2 separate regions of the Lactuca sativa genome follow, and region 1 is linked to region 2. The links are chromatin contacts, called in public Hi-C maps. All regions are on one chromosome and are shown on one strand. The core of a region is the stretch at or near the end of the contact, and the rest is flanking DNA. Distances in the headings are between cores, read along the strand shown.

Region 1 (3,757 bases), core at 261-2,760, 300 kb after region 2:
TTTGTGTACATAGTTGATCAAACTATTGGTTCATTGAAGTGAAGTTTTGAACAATAAAAACAATTCGAAGATATTTTTGGTTTTTTATTCACAACAAAAAAGTTGAAATCAATGAATACTACTATGTTAAAAGCAGGTTGCAAAAATCTTGAAAAGAGGTTGCAAATGGCCATATCTTAGACATCGATGTTGATGATTTATCTAACGAACTCAAATTGTTAAAAATAAATATTTACCAGATGAAGATAATATAGCTAATGGAATACTAAATCTTTTAAAAATGATAAACACTTATCCAGTTTCTTATCTATCATACATAATATTGTTGATTGTTCCCATTACAGTTGCATAATTGGAAAGAAGTTGTTCAAAATTAAAACTTTTAAAATCTTATTTACAATCGACCATGTCTCAAAAGATATTAAACACTTTAGCTTTAATTTAAGTTGAAACATATTTCTTGATAATATTGATTATGAAAGTGTAATAGATGAACTTGCTTCTAAAAATACTAGAATATCGATGTTTAGAAAATAGCAATCCACTGACTTTTTTTTTTTTTTGAAAATTTCTTGTAACAGTTACAACTTATTATTAATGAGTGAAAATATAATATTGTGTTAGTAAATTTACAATATGTTTGCTAGCAAATTTAATTTTTAAATTTAGTGATAGCAAAATTATTTAATAATATTTTACAAATAAATAAATAAAATATGGGGTCTCATTTTGATTTTCGCACATCATAAGCCATCATAACCCAATAGAGAAATGCTACAACATCTAATGACCACAAAAGGAAACACTAGGCAAGATATAATTATTGGGGGTTATCTTGGGGTTACACTCCTTGTAACCGACAATTAAGTTAGGTGTGTATATGCAAGAGTGTATGGGAGCTTTTGAGATAATTAAATAGTGTTTGTGACCATGTATGATTTATGTGCTTCTATCATGTGTGTGTGTTTTGCAGGTAATCGTGGTGGTGTACGATCTATGCTGGAAGACGGGGATGTTTTGGGCGTTCATGTTCTGTCTTGGGATCGATGTTAATTACTCAGATCTGCCTCAACTTTGTTTATCTTTTCCAACTCGATTATTAATGAAGTTTGTCGGAGTGAGAGCCTTATTTGTATAGTACACTACTAGTATATATATTGACAAAATCTTGAAATGATTGATGGTGAAAGATTTCATATGTGAAACCTTACCAATACAAAATAAGATAGTCCTAAGTAAATATCGTTGTCCGACCATAGCCGATGAGGTCAAATTTATGATGTAATCGTTACGATTATTTCATAAAATGCATAATGTATGCGATGTCATGCACTACAACATATGTCTCTTATGCATTTGAACATGACTACTAGATGTCAACATAATCCACATGAATGTTCGAGTACAATTTAATAATAAAATAATTTTTCCAATAATTTGTTATACTTTTACTATATTAATCGAGACCAATTTTACAACATATATACCATTCAGTTTTGGGCCACTTGGCCCAAAAATCGAAGTTACATCAAACCTTAAAAGTTAAAAGTCTTGGTCTTCACTTTCTCCGATAAATTCTGTAAATTAACCTCCAAGAATCCCCAATTATTTCGCTATCTTCGTCACTCGAACACTCCTTCTTAAACCCTAAATTCTCCTGATCAATCTCAACTCGATCGATTCCGATCGCCCTCAATTTTAGTATAAACTAATTATTTATTTACAATTTCATCGTTTTCCTCCATGCAACCCATGGATTCCGACCTTGATCCTGCTCTTTTGCGATATGCATCCCCTGTTTTTTCTGATGATGAAGATTACTTCGATGATGACTATACTGGCGACGATTATAACGATGGTGATGATGGCATTGATGTAGATGATGGAGCCGATGATTCCAATGTTCTGATCAATAGCGTAAGTTGTACTAGCAAGAAAAGCTATGTGATACTGAAAGAAGAGGACCTCTTTCAGCGTCAAGAAGAAGACATCACTAGGGTTATCGCGGTTCTACCGATGATCCCGAGAGATACTGCGTGCCTGCTGTTGCTGCGTTATAATTGGATTGTGAATAGTGTTCACGAAGCTTGGTTTGAAGACGAAGATAAAGTTCGCAGATTTGTTGGTTTACCGGACGTTGATCCGGCTATTAAGTTCCCTCAATCAGGTAAAGAATTTGTCGATTGTGGGATTTGTTTTGAATCGATTAGAAAGCGTAACACTGCGACATGTGGATGCGATCATCAATTCTGTAAGACGTGTTGGACGGCTTACGTTTGCACCGCCATCGACGACGGCCCTGGATGCTTAACTCTAAAGTGTCCCGAACCTTCTTGTGACGCTGCTGTTGGTCCGGACATGGTCAAAGCGTTGGCTCCGGCGAACAAAAAGAAAAGATACGCCCGTTTTCTTCTCATGTCTTATGTCGAGAGCAACGAGAAGATCAAATGGTGCACTGGTCCAGGCTGCGATTACGCTGTAGAATTCAACGATGATTCCGAAACTGGTAACTACGATGTTTCTTGTCTCTGTAAGCATACTTTCTGCTGGAAGTGTATGGAAGACGCTCATCGTCCTCTAGGTTGTGAAACCGTAGCTAAATGGGTTCTCAAAAACAGCACCGAAGCTGAAAACACAAACTGGATCCTCGCATACACAAAGCCATGTCCGAAATGCAAACGATCAATTGAAAAGAACCATGGTTGTATGCACATGACTTGCAGACCTCCATGTGGATTCGAGTTCTGTTGGCTATGTCTTGGCCCATATGTAGGACACGATGGAAGAGCATGCAATCGATATACGAAATCCCAAGAAGGTGGACTAATTCCCGAATCTGAACGACAAAGAGAGTTAGCTAAAAAAGCAATAGAAAGATACACACATTACTACGAACGATGGGCTGCAAATGAAAAATCAAGAAAACAAGCACTTTCAGACATGCATAGAATCGATGAAATCCATATCAAAACACTGAGCTTGAATTTCTGTCAACCAGAATCACAACTACATTTCATCATAGACGCGTGGTTACAAATAGTGGAATGTAGACGAGTTCTTAAATGGACATACGCATATGGATACTACATACCCAAAGAAGAAGAAGCAAAGAAATCTTTTTTTGAATACGTACAAGGAGAAGCAGAATCCGGATTAGAAAGACTCCATCTTTGTGCAGAAAAGGAGCTTCAAAGTTACATTACAAAGGAAGGAGATGAAAAGGAAAAACCCAGTGAAGAACAGTTTAGTAATTTCAGAGTGAAGTTGGTTGATTTGACTATTGTGACTCGATCTTATTTTGAGAATTTGGTGAGGGCTTTACAGAGTGGGCTTTCGGAGGTTGGTAATAGTGGAAGTGGTTCGGACCAGGGTGCAGCAGGTGGTTCCAAGGGTCGAACCAGGGGGAGCACTGGTGCTGATGGTTCCAAGAGGATGAAGATCACGATGTCGAGTGGTGATTATGATTTGTGAAAAGTTTTAAGATTTGATTATGTTTGGGAATGTTTGATAGATTTGAATTGTATGCACAGGTATTTTGGTATAGTTTCTTTCATAAAATCGCTTAAACTTTATATAAGCTTTCCTTCTAAATTATAAAACGTTTACTTTTGTGGAGAATCCGAACATTGTGTCTTGTTTCTATGCTTTTTTCCCTCTTCTCTAATAGATGGGTAGATAGACTGGTAGACAAACAAACTGGTTGATTGATAGACGGGTAGACAAACTGGTTGATTGACAGACCAGTAGACAGACTGTC
Region 2 (3,686 bases), core at 568-3,067:
TCTACATATAATATAAGAGATAATCACTAATTAAACACTACCCATCTGATAAAATGTTGCATCTAAATGACCATTTTACCCTTACAAGAAGAGCAAACAGGTAAAGGGTTGGTATCTTGATACATAAAGAAAAGTTTTTTTCCCTTTTAAGAAATAAACTTACAGCATGTTTAAAAGCTTCAAAAGCTGCTTCAGGAAGATAAGCATAAGTGGTCCCACTATCAAGAACTGTTCCATGCTTTCCATCAAAAACACTCGGGTTTAAAGGCAACCGTTTCCCAGCAACATGTAACTCCTTCAACTCAATATTGTAATATGGGCTGTTGCCATCCCGAGACTAGAGTAAATGTGTGAGATGTATCAAATGTATTTATGTTAGAGATTGAAGTTTTGTATCTATAAGTTAGATAGATACAAAACATACCTGCGAACAGGGTCTGAATGGGTATACACCATGTCTTCAGGGGGAGAGATTCCACCAAGAACCATGGCACCACCACCAACATCCATTCCTCCATAGCATAAAGAAAAGGAATCACTTATCACACCTCCATCAACAAGTTGATCAACTATGCTTAAATCACCACGACCTAATCCCATTATTCCATCAGCATGTTGACTGTAGAGATCACCTGTTTCTCTGTTTTCACACCCGAAAACTGCTCGCTGAGGTTGAAGATCACTTTGGTTGCCAAATGATATGATGTCTTCACCAAGAACACCACTGCTGGAACTCATTTCTGCATATTGTCTTTCGTAGATGCATTGTTCTTTGTTGTTATCACAGGTGCAATCGATGTTGCATTCCACAGGCTTGTAGGAGGTGGATGATTCTGGATCGAACTTTGGATCCTGGTAAATGTGAATCGATAACATTAACAAACAGTTAAATTGGTGTTCCTATTCGGAACCCTAATTATATTCTGAACATAAGCAAATGCGTAGATAAGATCACATAAAGCGAATGAATTGGAATGGAATCACGGGAAGAAAGTACCTGATGCTTGCCACATTGTTCACAGGTAGCGCATGGGACGTAAGTAACAGTACTCCCTGTGTCGACAATCAGTGCGAATCTCTGTGGCGGCGATCCAATCCAGAGTCTCGTGGTGTAATACCTGTAAACCATCAATAAAATTCCACACAGATCGTAAACCTCGGAGCACTACCTCTAAATTTAGAACAAATAGGAACTCACTACAGTTTTCAATTTTGAAAAATGGAAATAAGACATGAAATCAGTTTGAATTTTCAGAATTGAAGTGATTGAAAGTTTGTGGTTCAGTGAAATAGATCTAGAAAACGCCTAAAATTACCCGTTGAGGAGGAGATCGTCATGGAGAGCCATGCGAGCGTTTGGTCGAGGAGCATCGGATTTCTGGAGGTGACGTCGAGATGCCACATCGCCGGAGATCCGGGAGGAGTTAGGAGGAGAGGGGAAAAGAGGTAGAAACATGGTGTGGCGATTGCTACCGGCGCGTGGAGGCCGGATAATAACAGTGTTCGAATCGTTTTTAAGAGCAGAAACATACCTTAACGATGACGACGGAGGAAAGTGAAATAGTACAAAAACCGACCAGATCAATAGGGCTGTGAATCGCGGCATAATTGGGATATCACCGATCGGTGAAGGGAGATGAAAATGGAAGGATTTCTCTCTCTCTAGGGAGGATTTAGAGAGAGAAAAATGGAGGAAGGGGAGGCGGAGAAGGAGGATATGGTGAAGTCAGCGGTAAGTAACGTTCCCGACACGAACGACGACGAACGAAGACGACGACCTCCTTCTTGCTTGCAATCTAATCCTTTTCTTTAACTTTTATTTCATTTAGATTTCAAATAAAAACAAATTATCAGAATCAAATATTTAATACTCGTCTATGATTTTATTTGGGATTTTTTTTTTGCTCTCATTTATGTATTTAATTATGCTTTCTTTAACTAAATTATACTAAAATTATTATATAGATTATTGCAACCAATAGAATCAAACGAAAATTTTCGTAGTACTAATGGTTGTTTGATAGAAAGTGAATAATCCAACGTTTAACAATTAAGAGGCATGAACCATTAAGATTGAACCAAAGTTGGGTTGAATGATTCTAAGTTGTTCGGTAAGGTTTACTGAATGGATATGATGATTGAAAAAAAATATCATTTTACCATTTTAATTGTAACAATTTCAAATCAAATGCATATAAACAATGTATTATTAATCCTTTATTGACAAAAAGTTACATAAATAACATCATTTTTTATATATAATATTTGCAAAAGTTATAGAAATTAATCTTAAGATGGAGGTGTGTGTCAGTTCGAGATCAAGGTGTATGAGAAAGATGAAGTTGATGTTACTTCTATGGATTGGGACCATGACGTTGAGAGACTCGGAGATAGAATTAGATAAGATATAGATTTTTATATACATGAATACTTGGTTCAACACCTCTTTATCTTTTGAGTGATTCGGAGATAAAATTGGGGCCCTTAGCAGTTAAGAAGTATTTTTTAACCTGCCAAACGCCTAGAATACTTAATGGTTGTTAGGTTGCCTCTTAATTGAATGGTTAAGAATAGGGGTGAGCATGGTGCGGTTCGGTGCGGGTTTTGGTCAAAACCGAACCGGAAACCGTAACTTCGGTTTTTTGAAATTTAGAAACTGCACCGTTCGGTTTTATGCGGTTTGGTTTTTGCAGTTTTTTGCGGTTCGGTTTTTTTTTTTTGCGGTTTTTATTAGTTTTTTTTTTCGTTTTGTCTTTTTACTAAAACTCAATTAACTCAGCGAGTTACTTTGACTCAGATGAGGAGTGCTAATCTTTTATTAGATATAAACCGATATCACCATCTCTTGGTTCGAAATCAAATTACATAATTACTCATTCAACATGTTTCTAATGCTTCAATATAATACGAATTTAATATAATATTTGTTTCACAAGTACATAAGATAATATCAATTAATGTATTCTTAAAAATGATACTATATCACTAGTACTATTCATATTTAAATGTTAAAAAAAATGTCATAAACATTATTTGTTATTGTAAATACCACTGAATGTATGCTTAAAAATATAAAGTCATCATCCGATAGATAAGATAGATATTTCCATTTATAGAAATTTTAATTGTCATAAGTTCTTGGTTCTTATAAATATCAACACTTAATATATATATATATATATATATATATATATATATATATATATATATATATATATGCGGTGCGGTTCGGTTTTTTGCGGTTTTACTAGACTAGAAACCGCACCGCACCGCACCGAGTATTTTCGGTTTTTGCAAAACTAAAAACCGCATCATCGGTTTTCATTTCGGTTTCGGTTTTTCGGTTTCGGTTTATGCGGTTTTTTCGGTTTTTTTGGTTTACAGTTCGGTTTTTGCTCACCCCTAGTTAAGAGGTGAAACAGATGGCCCCTAAGGAGTTTTTAACTTATTTGCAAGTGTGTGATTATGACGTATTATCGAGCACATTAAGGAGTAACTATATATATAGGAATATATTCTCAAGTCACAATGAAGATGAAGTATCTCTTACAAAACATTATGTGTGAAAAAACATGTTGGCAAGTGTCGTCTTTACGTATATAGTTTTAAAGGAGAAAGTGTTAGTCAAGAACATACTCACAAGTTTTTCAAATTAGTTTTTAACAAGTAAATGTTAATAAAATCCT

The links. Hi-C and Micro-C count contacts between places; a contact is called where the count stands out from the background.
Region 1: a contact with region 2 is called in a Hi-C map of leaf, with 4 times the contacts expected there. The contact joins the promoter of LOC111896363 here to the promoter of LOC111918405 in region 2. A contact is called at or near these places in 3 of 4 Hi-C or Micro-C datasets (leaf and seed).

What each region holds. Positions count from the first base shown.
Region 1 is chr4:354,649,804-354,653,560 of Lsat_Salinas_v11, forward strand. LOC111896363 (probable E3 ubiquitin-protein ligase ARI8) reads left to right here and starts at 1,511. Exons shown (of 1, transcript XM_023892368.3): 1 at 1,511-3,618. The coding sequence starts at 1,744. The coding sequence ends at 3,471.
Region 2 is chr4:354,347,309-354,350,994 of Lsat_Salinas_v11, forward strand. It overlaps LOC111918405 (aspartic proteinase 36), which reads right to left and starts at 1,818. Exons shown (of 12, transcript XM_023914075.3): 1 at 1,317-1,818; 2 at 998-1,118; 3 at 425-852; 4 at 164-320; 5 at 1. The coding sequence starts at 1,606.